Linked DNA regions of Oryctolagus cuniculus: region 1 is linked to region 2. A link is a contact called in public Micro-C data. All regions are on one chromosome and are shown on one strand. Each heading gives the region's core, a stretch centred on a gene start, on an enhancer-like site or on the middle of the called end of the contact. The rest is flanking DNA. Distances are from core to core; before and after follow the strand shown.

The links. A called contact is a pair of places that touch in the nucleus more often than the background predicts.
Region 1: a Micro-C map of ear pinna shows a contact between it and region 2, with 2.7 times the contacts expected there. The contact joins the promoter of IGFBP5 here to the enhancer-like site in region 2. A contact is called at or near these places in 2 of 6 Hi-C or Micro-C datasets (ear pinna and an unstated tissue).

Annotation. Positions count from the first base shown.
Region 1 is chr3:22,599,043-22,605,522 of mOryCun1.1, forward strand. It overlaps IGFBP5 (insulin like growth factor binding protein 5), which reads left to right and starts at 2,628. Exons shown (of 4, transcript XM_002712468.4): 1 at 2,628-3,789. The coding sequence starts at 3,456.
Region 2 is chr3:22,496,757-22,502,798 of mOryCun1.1, forward strand. No RefSeq gene overlaps it. Among named protein-coding and RNA genes, the nearest start is that of TNP1, 66 kb to the left of the region's middle. Within about 2 kb of position 3,110, at least 4 of the 8 cell types and tissues checked have an H3K27ac peak or open chromatin away from gene starts, as enhancers often do. A contact at or near this core is called in ear pinna, where this site is marked.

The sequences.
Region 1 (6,480 bases), core at 1,378-3,877, 100 kb after region 2:
ACAGATCTTTCACTTGGTTGCATTTCTTAAACCTTGGTTTTGATACACAGTTCATTTTTAAAGAAAAAAAAAAAGAGTGATCCCTGAGCAAGTGAGACATAAATGGGTGACACTCGATTCCTACTTCTCCAAGTAAGACTTAGTTGAATGGAGTCAAAGCTGCTCTTTGCCAGAGTTGGAAAGCTCACAGCTGCAAAAGCAAGTCCACAGCAAAGGAAGTCCTGGGGCAGGGTACCTGGCCTCTGACATTAGCATCTGCCAGGAATAAATGAGCCCCTCCCAGCCAAACTCATGGAAGAAAAACTATGCTGTTTTCCAAAGCAATCTTCTAAAGAGGGCTGTGAACAGAATGGAAGGGGAGCATAAACAGAATCAGGAAAGGATCATGGACATCCCCACTTCCCCCTACACTGTGGTAACAGAACCAACACACTCCCCTTCCACTGTCATGCTCTGATTATGAGAAGCAAAGCTCATCTAGCCAATTCCCCGTCTTTGGACCAAGCCACTTTAGACAATCTCAGGTGACTGAGAAAGCTTCTCTCAGCCCCTCTCCCAGAGCCTACCCCAGCAGCCCCAATTCCTGAATCCCTCCTCACATAAGTCCCTTTCAAAGTTGGGACAAAGAGTGCCTGCCTAGCAAGGACACAGTAGCAGAGGAACCTCTGCGGGAGGCCCCACCCACCTCCTACCACACTCTGCACCTTCCTTCTCCTTTCCTCATCCATCCCCTCTTCTTTTATCCGAGCCTCAGGAAGAAGGCCACCTCTCTTGGAATACAAAGGGCCTGGAAATAGGCCACTCACGTTCCTTGAGAAGGAGCACCACCCTTTCCCCATCCAAGCTGGCTTCTGCAGGTGCACCTGGAGTAGACTGAACCAAGGAGGTTCAGAAAGAGGAGCAGGAACTGGAACCCCCATTACACACCACTCTGCCAGTCTGAACTTGACACAAAAGAAAAAAATGACCCCTGATCTCCCTCACTTCTCACCAAGCTTTCAGGTATCCATTTGAGTCGCAAGGAGACTTGTGTGACTTTTTTTTTTCTTTAAATCGTTACTCGGGAAGTCTCCCTCTCCCAGCCAACACCTAAAACCCCTTTGGCAACAGGAGCTGAAGCACCACTTTAAACTTCAGGCTTGTTTTAAAATGTGCCTTTTGGCAAATAGATAAGTGAGAAAAAGATCGGGATCTGGGGGGTGTTAACAGCACCAGGCGAGATTCTCCTGAACCGAACTAGCAAGAGAAATATTTTCTTCAAGGCAGCCGGCCAGGAAGAATTCTTATCATAGATAAGGGTGCAGTCTAGTGGCAAACTTTGTGAAATGCAACAGCCCCTTCTCCAAAGCAAAGTTAGAGCCCATCTCAAGGGAGCCAGGGCTGTGTAAAGAGCCTCGCCCCGAGGTCTCCCCCAAAGGGATGGTGACCTTGGTCCTCTCTCCCTGGCCTGCCTGTGAACCCCATAACCCACCCACAGAGACTTTAGGAAAAGCTAAACAGAACACCTGCCTTCTTTCAAGACTCCAGCTTTCTTTCATTTTACTAAGGAAACAGCGGTCCCAGAGTGTTAGAATAGACTGAGGTTTTAAACGTCATGGTGAGGGCTCTGGTAGGAACCCCCTCTCTGGAATGTGCCTGCCGGCACCCCTCACTCTTATAAGAAGGTGTCCTGCTCTGTCACATGGCTGCCCAGGAGAAATAGAGGACCAGGGCCACACCTGCTGGCTCCCCTTCCCTCTGAAAACCCACACACAAACACACAGCAAGTTCTTCAGTTGTCACAGGGTTTCTTCCAGCAAGTGTCAGTTCTGCCACTCAGGGCTCCCGACAATGCTGTTGTGAGAATGTCCCTTCCTACAAGACTGTGCAACACTCACCCCCCCACACACACACACATTCCCCCAGCTTCCAGGGCCAGCCCTGCGGCTGAAGGCAGGTGGCTACTTCTTGCCTCTGACTAAAGACAGTCCAGCCCTAGCCCCCAGCCACACAAATGCCCCTGCACCAAATCCCCTTCTTCAGACTCTGGTGGAGGAAAATCCAGTTTTTCTTCTTTTTTGCCTCTCTTTAGCTCAGCTCACCATCCATGCCTGGCCAGCCTACACTACCCGTCCCCAAACACACACACACACACACACACACACACACACACCTTTCATGGTAACTCAGGCACCAGCATAAAGTCCTTGTACAGAGCTTGGGAAGCATTTATTGGGCACCGTATACATCCAGTGGGTTCATAAGAAAAGGGCTTCTGCCTCCAGCCTGCGCCCAGGCCGGTTAAGGGGACAAGAGGGAGGGGACCGAGTCACTCTCATTGTGTTCGCCCTGCTCCGCCGAAGAACTGCGGCTTCCACTGGCCCCTCCACCTCCTCCACGCCCTCTGCAGCCCCAGCCAGTCCCCCCAAGCCCCTCTCTTACATTCCGGGGGGAGGGGGCCGCTGTCCAGGGAGCGGAGGGGAGCCCCCGCGTGTCTCGAAGGCCTCTCCCCACCCCCACCCCGTGTGAGTTTGCGCTGCAAAGCTCCTTGGCATCCTCTCCCGGGTTGGGTGTTGGGAGCTCAAATTGCAGCTACAAACTGGCTGCCAGCCAGGGGCCGGCTATTTAAAAGCGCCGGCTCCACCAGAGCCCGTAGTCTCTTTGGAAACTTCTGCCAGGAAAGAGCTACGAAGCGGTGTGGGCTTTTTCCTTTTTTTTTTTTTTTCCTTTTTCTTCCCTTTTTTTTCCTCCTTTTAATTAGCCCTCCTCCGTTTGCACCCTTCTCCTACTGCACGCAGAACCTGCGAATTTCGAAGAGGTGGTGACAGAGTGGGAGAAAAGAGGTGCTAGGGTTTAGATTTATTTTTCTTTTCTTTTTCTTTTTCTTTTTTTTTTTTTTGCTTCTTTGCCTAGTTTCTTGATTTTCTCCCACCCTCTCGGCTGCCGCCAGCTCCTCTTACCTGTTCCGCTGCAGCCGCGCGCCGCCGCAGCTGGAGGTTAGAAAGGACTGGGGGTGTATTTTAAATTTTAAGCAAAAAAAAAATTTTTAAGACCAATCCATTTTTCTCCTCCTCACCCCCCCCCCCGAATAACCCCTTCTGCACAGCCTTCGAACTCATTATTTCGGAGGTTGCTTTGGGGTTAGCGATTTTGTGGCTCCCGCCCACCTCCCCTACAGCTCTGACCCGCTCGGGCTCCGGGCTTTTTCCACCCTCCGCCCACCCTGAGTGCACCTGGCGAGGCTCTCCCCCTCCCACCCTCCAAACCTGTTGCACGCCTTTAATCCCTGCAACCGGGACTCGCTTGCAGCCGCCTCAACCCTCCACCCCCCGCTACATTTTGCAAGTGTCTGGAGAAGGCACCTGCTCTACCTGCCAGACTTAAAAGAAAAAATCTCCGGGCTCCCTCTTGGCCCCCTTAACTCCCTGCACTCTCGCTCTCCTGCCCCGCCCCGAGGGAAAGCGAGAGACTCGAAGATGGTGCTCACCGCGGTCCTCTTGCTCCTGGCCGCCTGCGCTGGGCCGGCCCAGGGCCTGGGCTCCTTCGTGCACTGCGAGCCCTGCGACGAGAAAGCCCTGTCCATGTGCCCCCCGAGCCCCCTGGGCTGCGAGCTGGTGAAGGAGCCGGGCTGCGGCTGCTGCATGACTTGCGCCCTGGCCGAGGGGCAGTCTTGCGGCGTCTACACTGAGCGCTGCGCACAGGGACTGCGCTGCCTCCCGCGGCAAGACGAGGAGAAGCCGCTGCACGCCCTGCTGCACGGCCGCGGGGTTTGCCTCAACGAAAAGAGCTACCGCGAGCAAGTCAAGATCGGTGAGCGCGCTCGGGGTGCCAGTCAGCTGCGCGGCGCAGGGCGGGGGACTCGGGACGCGCTGGGCCCGCACGCTTCGCGCAGCAAGTGGCCTCGGGCTGGGGTGCAGTCCGGGAGGAGCCGAGGAGGGTCACTGTACCTGGGGATTGGAACCTTGGCCAGTACTGCCGCCCTAAGCTGCTGTCCAGTGAGCAGCTCCCAGATTTCGCTCCTTCTCTTGCCACTTGCTGGGGTCCCACGCGACCCCTGCCCCCACCCCCACTTCCGACCACTAGCTCTGATCTCAAAGTCTAAACCCCAATCTGCAGTCGGAAAGGATGCCTGTTACATTATCGACTCCCTCCCCACACACTCCCCTTCCACGTTTTTTTTTTTTTTTTTTTTTTTTTTTTTTTTTTTTTTTTTTTTTTTTACCCTGAATTGGGGTGGGGGGGATCTCTTGTGAAAATACTGTTTAAATTCGGACCTGGAGAGGCGCTTCCCATCTTCTGAGCTAATTCCACCTTTGTGCCTCCCAGCTCCTCTCCCGCCTCCCCACCCCGCCCCTCGTCCCCTACTCCAGCGCCGCTGGACAACCTTTACATACGCAGACGCGCGCGCGCGCGCGCGCGCACAGGCACGCACACACAGAGACACGCACACAGACACGCGCGCACACAGACACGCACACCACTTCACTGGTCAGCAAGGTCTTGGGGGGGGGCCCTCGTGCCCCTCCCACTTGCACACCCACTGCTTTTGACTTGGTATGATTGATCGTGGTAAATGGTAAAATATATTACATTGCAAAATGCATTTTTTTTTTCCTTCCAGCAAGGGAAAGAATGTTTTAGGAGCACTGGGGTGGGGTTGCGGCTGGAGGGAGGGGCGTGCAGAAGGGTTTGGTGTTGTGTTCGGGGTATTTGTGTCTGGATCCAGTTCCTTCCCCTCCCCAGCTCAGAGGTTACCTTGGATGAAAGGTGAGCGTCAGGCTCCGAGGCAAGGTGGGAGTGAGATGCAGAGTTGGCGATCTCCAAGCCTACGCCGACCCCTCATCCTGCCCCACCTCCCACCCTCCACCCCCCCCCTCCATTCCCCACCCTCCACCTCCCCCCATCCCTCAAACCAGATCATAAGGGGGTGTGGCGTGAGCGCTTCAGGGGCCTTGGAAACTACGAATACAAAATTCAGGGGGAGGAGACAGAAAAGGCCACGCACCAGGCCACCCCTTGCTGGCCCCGCCCCGGTGGCCCCGCCCCCGGTGGCCCCGCCCCCATGTTATCTGCGCCAGGCATTTAGGGCTTAAATGATTGACAAAGCTACTTGTTCAATCAGAACAGTTCTCCTCCTTGGGCTGTGTTTCTTTATAGAAAATCACCAAGTCTAAAATAAAAAAAAAAAAGTTTAATAAACTGTACACAGAAGTATGGGTTCTGAGATGTTAACTTGGTTACTGGTTATCTCCAAAAGTGGTTAGTTAAAATTGGTTCAGTATGCTTATTTAGTGTAGTTTCTTCCTGGGAACATGCCCATCTCCCCTTCCTTCACTCACAAGCACCCCAACACGAATTTTCTTAAGTGCAGACTACAGAGGCTGTCTTGTAGGAGAGCAGAGTCTCCGCGCTTGCCAAGAGGCAAGAGAGCTTTCCTGGGTTCGGTCCCAATGCCCGCAAACCCTACAGGTGTTGCCCATGGCTGGCGCCAGCACTCCAACTTCGCAAAAGGCAATCGTTCTCCGGATTGCAAGATGATATTAAAAAAAAAAAAAAAAAAACAGAGGGAGGGAGGTGGGACTGCAGACACTGGAAGCACCAGAGGTCGGTTTGCGGGGTTATTTTTATTAAGATCCACTTTTCAAAGGCAGCCCCACCCGCCTTCAGCTGGGGGAATGTGGATTTGGAAAGGCTCAGCGCTGGGGAGGGTGGGGGAGGTATGAATTGATTTCCTGGCTTGGAAGGGAGCGCGCTGGCTCCAGTCACGTCGAAAATATGCAAGATATCATTCAGCCGCATCTTGGCCCTGCTTCTGTTTGCCCAATCCAGTGGCTGGTGTGGAAGGTGTGTGCTGAGGGCGCAGGCGCGCGCGCAGTTACTGGGAGAGTGGACGCATCCAATGTCCCAGTCTAACCCACTGGGGGCGCACGCGCGAGAACGCACGACTCTCGTCCCTAGGAGGGTCCTCTTTAGAATTCTCTACTCCCATTCAGGTGCACCCTCCCCTTCCCCACCCCCTCCCCAGCCCTTCTCAAAGTCCCCACCCTGCCCAAGGCAGGTGCCTGGCGAGCAGCAGTTGCGGGTTGGCTGCGCTCCCCGCGGCCAGGGCCGAGTAGGAGGGGGCGCTCCAGGATTCTGCTGCAGGGCTGTTGTTGGGTGGGTCCCCCAAAAGTTGGAGGAGACAGCTCTTAAAGAGAGGGAAATGGACAGAGGAAGCATGCCCTTTGGTCCTTTAGCCAAGATTCCTGCTCTCCAACTCCCTCTGCCCTCCCACCCAAAACCGAGCAGTGGAATGTTTAGGATACATTAAATATACACTGTGCAGATTCGAGGTCTTTATACCAGTATGTGTATATTACACATGATATGCATGGACTATAACGTGATTTATACAGCACACCTAACCAAAATCTATATCATGTATTTGTAGATAGTTTATATTACATAACCCCCAAAAGTGCATTTCTGGAGTGAGACAGAGAGCGGAGGAGAGCAAGGTGG
Region 2 (6,042 bases), core at 1,860-4,359:
CTGAGAGGTGTGAACACTGCAAAGCAGAACACAGTGTATCCTTGCTCCCACGGGGCACCCAGGGCTGGGTCTGGGGCACAGTCAGAGGCAACTCTGAGAGGAGTGGCTCATGGAAGGGAAGAAAGGAGAATCTGGGGAACCTGACTCAGAAGGATCAGAATATGGGACTGAAGGTGGGAGTCAGCACATTGTGTTGAAGGAACAAGGCTGTGAGCTTGGCTTGAACAACCATCAGCCTCACACAGCCCAGCCGCCCAGGGGGAGCCAACACTGGGCTGAGGGAAAGAGGGTCCTGCAGCTTTCTCCCAGAGCCAGGGACACCCAGATGGGAAGAAAGACAAGGCTGACCCTTGAGGGGAACCCTGGGGGTGGAAGCGAGGCAAGTCACACTCTGGCCTGCATGACGCACTTGACAGCAGAATTTGACTCCTGCCTGACCCAGACTTCCCCAAGTGTCCTTTCAGTTTCTGCAATGACAAAGACTAAGAGAAAGGAAGACAAATCAATGCAACTTGCAGAACTCCTGTGTCCCCTCCCTTGACCCAGTAGAAAACAGCCGCATCGGGAGAGGGGGGCTCTGAAAGGAACACAAAGTAGATTCAAAATCCACCACCGTGAGCAATAGTTGGTAGTCAGCTCTACCTCTTTCCACTCCCAGCCTCCTGGCTGGAGAAAATTATCAGAATCAGCTGCCCCCGAGATGGAAGCCAGCAAAGATGACTGAATCTCTGGAGGTGGCAGCCCATCCCCGTATCTCCACAGCTGTCAGGCAGCTCCTGCAAGAACAAGCTCTGGTTACAGGGTGTAATCAAGCCACAGAATCAGCTGGCACTGGCGGTGCCCAGGCTGCCAGCGCTTCTGACACGGAGGAGTGCAGAGCCGGTCAGGGGTGTGCAGGAGGGATTCGCAAAGTAGTTTGCTCCCTCTCTGTGCTTTCCTTCCTCCTCTTTTCTCCAATTGTCTGAATTTCCTTCAGAGACTACAGACCTCTCTTCCCAAGGGTAGTTGTGTGCATGAGTCTCCATGTCCTCAGCCTGGGCTGCAATACACGGGAACAGTCCACCTTATAAACTTTCAGGGCAGAATTGTGCTTCCTTGGGCCCAAAGCCATTCTTGCCATCTTTATACAGACACATGGTCCCTTTTGTTTGAGCAACAGGGTAGTCATGTGTATTGGTCTACTTTCCTGCCCTAAATGATGAGACTGAAGTCTTACATTTTTGACTCAATAACACCATGCTGCACCCCAAACAGTAACCTGCTCTTTGAGTGGTCAGCCAAGAAGTGTGGATGATCATGGTGAACATGTCCATTGGGGGCCTTCAGAGTTGACTTTGCAGCCCAACAAAAGGGCCCTATCTCACACTGGAAGAGAAATCAGAATTCCAAGGCTAGACTTCTTCCCAAAGAGCCTCCCGATATCCTTCAGAACAAAGGGTGGCCGGCTGGGATTCTTCTGCCTGGTGGCTGAGAATTTCAGAAACCAAATCACATCTGGGAGGTCCAGCCAGGTCTGTCAACTCCTAATACAGTATACATAACCCAAGTGCAGTAAATTACTGGAAGCTGAACCAAAGAGTATCAATCCAGAGTGACTAGCTACCCAAAGGCTCAACTCAGCCTCAATGCCACATCAAGGTTCCTCATTGGCAGGCTTGTGGAATTTTATCTTCAGTCCTTACTTAATAATTATAAGACAAGTGTGGATCAGATAGGTCACTAAGCTGTGACTGTTCACTGTTTGTATAAGCCTGGGAGCCTTTTCCCTCTCCCTGCTAGCCTATTTCCTTTCTATCAAATACAGGGGTCTCTACCTACCTGCATTGGTCGATCCAATAAATGAACTGCAACCTTTCTTATTTTGAGAATTCAAAGACAGAGGTGATCAAGGGAGCAGAGGGCCTTTAGGAATTGGTGAGAGAGGAGACCACCTCCAACAGTAAGGTCAAAGAACAGAGGAAAACTTCAGAAGACTGAGCGTCAAGGTCTAGAGTAGGCACCATGCACTTTCAGCAAGGTCAGACAAGACCAGGCCTAAACGCTGTGGCTTCAGTTGTGTTGCTACCAAGATACTCTCCATCATTTACAAAGTCAGTTTGGAGTGTGGGGTATGTGTGTGCTTTAACTTGATTGATTTGAAACTTACTTTCCAGGGATCATTCAGAGCATCAGTTGATAACTATGTGTGCCCAGAATATGGGTCACAGGAAATAGAATGTTGTTGCAGAACACACACACACACACACACACACACACACACACCAGCTTACTAACTGCATGTTGAATGAGGATACTTCATGATGGATTTAAGAAAATGCTCATCTAGTCAATAATTCCCGCATACTTATTCTCTGCTGGGCTGTATGTTAAAATTAGGTCAGTTGTACAAATTCTTCTGCCAAAACAGAGAAAAATTGATTCAGGGCTGTTAGCAATTTAATCAAACAGCTTAACTATTTTTAAAATAGCCCTGAATGATGATTGTTTTTCCTGCACTTGGAGAGTCAGGCAGATGAGCCTTGGCATAAAAATGCTCCTGAGATCCAAGTTGGGGTGAGGCAGGTGGCAAAAAAGACCTTCAAGAACTTCCAGTCCTTTCCACACTCCTGGAAGGTTTTGAAGGGAAAAAGAAGCATCCTTTGGTTTTGATATGCACGCTCTGTACTTGTATCTGTCTCTTTAGACATGGTTGGCCAAAGAGCCTGCTAAAAATATAACGTAAGAAGACAGGCATGTGGGGGTGGGGAGCTGGAGAGAGAATTAAAAAAAAATATCTAGCCCAGTTCCTGCTGACTGCCTCCTGCCATAAATATACCACAGAGTTTAAGCAATTCACTATCTCCCCCTCTTCTCAGCCATTTTTGGTCACTTGACTTGGGTGATTTTTTTTAAATAAAAGGGGAAAAAGTACTCTCACTTCTGTTCTTCCTGGTGGATTCAAGAGTCTTTGATACTAAGTAAAACTCTCTGGCTTGAGAGGAAGTCTTAGTCCTGAGCTTGCTGCCTCCCAAGCGCAAGGTACAATGGCTGGAAATGGGCTGGGGAGTGGTGGGCAGGATGTCTGAGCCACGTGGGGCCTGCACTGCCCTTCTGTGGGTAGCAGAATCTATCATGAGCCCAACAGTGTATGGAAACCAGTTAAAGCGGCTTCCAACAGTCAGAGCCCTGGGTATACCTGGGTCCGCAGGTTCTTGGCTTTCAGGATCTGTTCCTCTGTGCCATGACTGGAGTTTGCTCAGAGGAAACACAGGATGGGAGTGCAGCAGGAGCAAGTCTGGTAGCTGAGTGGTTAGATCACTGAGCTCTCAGAGGCCGGCTTCAACCCCACCCTTCTGCCAAACCCAAAGTTACTGGAGCAGGCTGGCCTACTTGGGCTAGGAGAGCTGAGTCATCCACGGGAAGGGACAGCAGCGACTATAAATTATCCTGTGTTTAACGATGGCTTTCTAAATCCCTGGCTTCAGGCTTAGAGTCTTTATTTATATCTCTCGCAGGAATACTTTTTCAAACTCATGACAGTGCACTCTGTACTGCGTTGGGGACACTCCAAGCACCTGGCCTCCTCTATAAATGAGTCCTGCAGGTGACAGGCCCCCAGAGGCGCTGAATCTGCTGTCACTCACCCATGTGTACATTCCCTCATGGCCAAGCCAGGACCCCACCTCCTGCCTGGAAGTATCTCCAACTGCTTTGAAACAATATTGCAGGTAGACACACAGGTAACACACACACACACTTATATTCACACTTTCACATACTTACAGTCACACACACGTACACACACACTTTCACTTACACTCACACTCACTCATACTCATACTCACACACATACACACACTCATACTCACATACTCCACATACACACACTTTCACTAATACTCTCACATATCAACAGTCACACACACTTTTGCACACACTCACACTCACATACTCTCACACTCACACACACTCTCACACACTTACACTCACACTCTCACATACTTAGTCATACACACACACTCATACTCTCACATACTTACAGTCATACACACACATACACACACTCACACATACTCTCACACTCACACACATACACACACTCACATACTCTTACACTCACACACTTACACTCACACTCTCACATACAGTCACATACACACACACTCAAACTCTTCCACATACTACACACACACAACTTACATTCACACTTTCACATACTTACAGTCACACACACACTCATACACTTTCACTTACACTCACACTCACACATACTCTCACTCACAAATATACACACTCTCACACTTACACTCACACACATACTCCACACACACACTCACACACTTTCACTCACACGCTCACATACTTACAGACACACACACTCACAGTTTCACACACACTCACAAGTACTGTCACACTCACACACATACTCACACACTCACACACATACTACACACACACACACACACACACTCACACACATATTTCATATGCATGCTGCCGTGAACCTCCTGGTCCGCTATACACTTGGGGAACCACTTCTGCTCACTGCAAAACTTGCCACACACAAGGATCACTCCTCCGTCTGAAGGGCCCCTCCAGCAATCAGTAGTGCACCACTCTGGCTCAGGTGCATTTGGCAAGTGACTGCACCGGGAGCACTGGGCTTGGGTTGGTGCTGTTGGTGCTGTGTCTCACAGTGTAGTCAGAGAGGTGCTGAGAATAGAGCCACCACATAGAGCAGACCCTCACGAGTCATAGTGAGCGAACCATGGAGGCATGGCCCCTCCTCTTGCATAACCTGGGAAAGAGAAAAGACATACAAGTCAGCGGACAAGGCAGGGGCAGCAAGCATTTGCGTCCTACAGATAAATGCTAATATCTTTACTCCCTCACGAAGCCACACTTGCATGGTTTCTGTATCTTCTACCTCCTTCACTTTCTCTTTTTTCTTTCATGCATTCAATGAGGTAAATTTGTGTAACCTGGTGAATTGTTGATTATGTATTTATTCACCTTGGGTTATTTACCACTATCTGTTCTTTGCAAAGTCTCTCCAAGGTCTCCAAATTCTCTCTTCCCACTCTACCAAGAGAGGTGCAAAGTAAACAAAATGTATTGCCTGGGACCATGAGGGCCGTAGCTGTGATGGCTCTGAGTCCAACTCCAACCCCAGGCTCCATCTAGCAACTGACATCTAAGGCAGTGACCCCAGGACTGAATTCAAGGTGTGTGGCCCCAAAATCATCCTGTCTAACATGCATCCTCTAAGCCCTGCCCCTTCTCATCCAAATGACACAAAGCTGACCCCAATGCTTTGCCCTGTCTCTGGGAATGCTTGAAGACTACATCTCATGAGGCTGTCCTACCTGTTAGTAGAAGGGATGGGTAGGGCCCTACAAGGGGCAGCGGTGACCTTACCGTTGACTGAATTACAATACCAGAAGTTTGCGAGACTGTCAAAGTCCTACATAACGTTATGTAACAGTTCTCCAATTCCTCCCTCTCCCCACCCAGTTTCCCTGCCTGTCTTCAGCACAAACCACTCACACACCTTTCCACGCCTATCCCACCACCCCGCCATCACCTTTATCTTCCAAGCCGTATACAAGGTACAACTCCTCTAGCCCCAGATCATCAAACCATCTTTCCCCCTCTGCTCAACAGTGCTGAGTTTTCACCTCTCCCACTGGCTTCTCCAAATAAAATTATTTTTTTTCAACTCGACTTTGGGAAGCACTAGTTCTTGCCACAGATGTCTCAGGCAAATGTTTGTACCTCGTCCTTCCAGGTCTGCTCGATTGTTACCGTTCGGATGTGCTTTTTTCTGCAACAGAGTGCATGCTGGATAGCTTCCCCTTGAACTTCCATTCCTGCTCCTGCTCTGAGCCACATCCATCGTCTTTGACGTTATTTGATTTGGCCAATAGGAGCCACCTTCCATCAGGAGATCAAAGAGTCTGACAAAGTAAAGTTTGCAAATTGATTTTCCCAGCACCCTCCTTGATGCACTGTCCCAGGTTTCCTGGGTTTCTCTGCAGACAGTTACAGCACCTGTCACCTGGT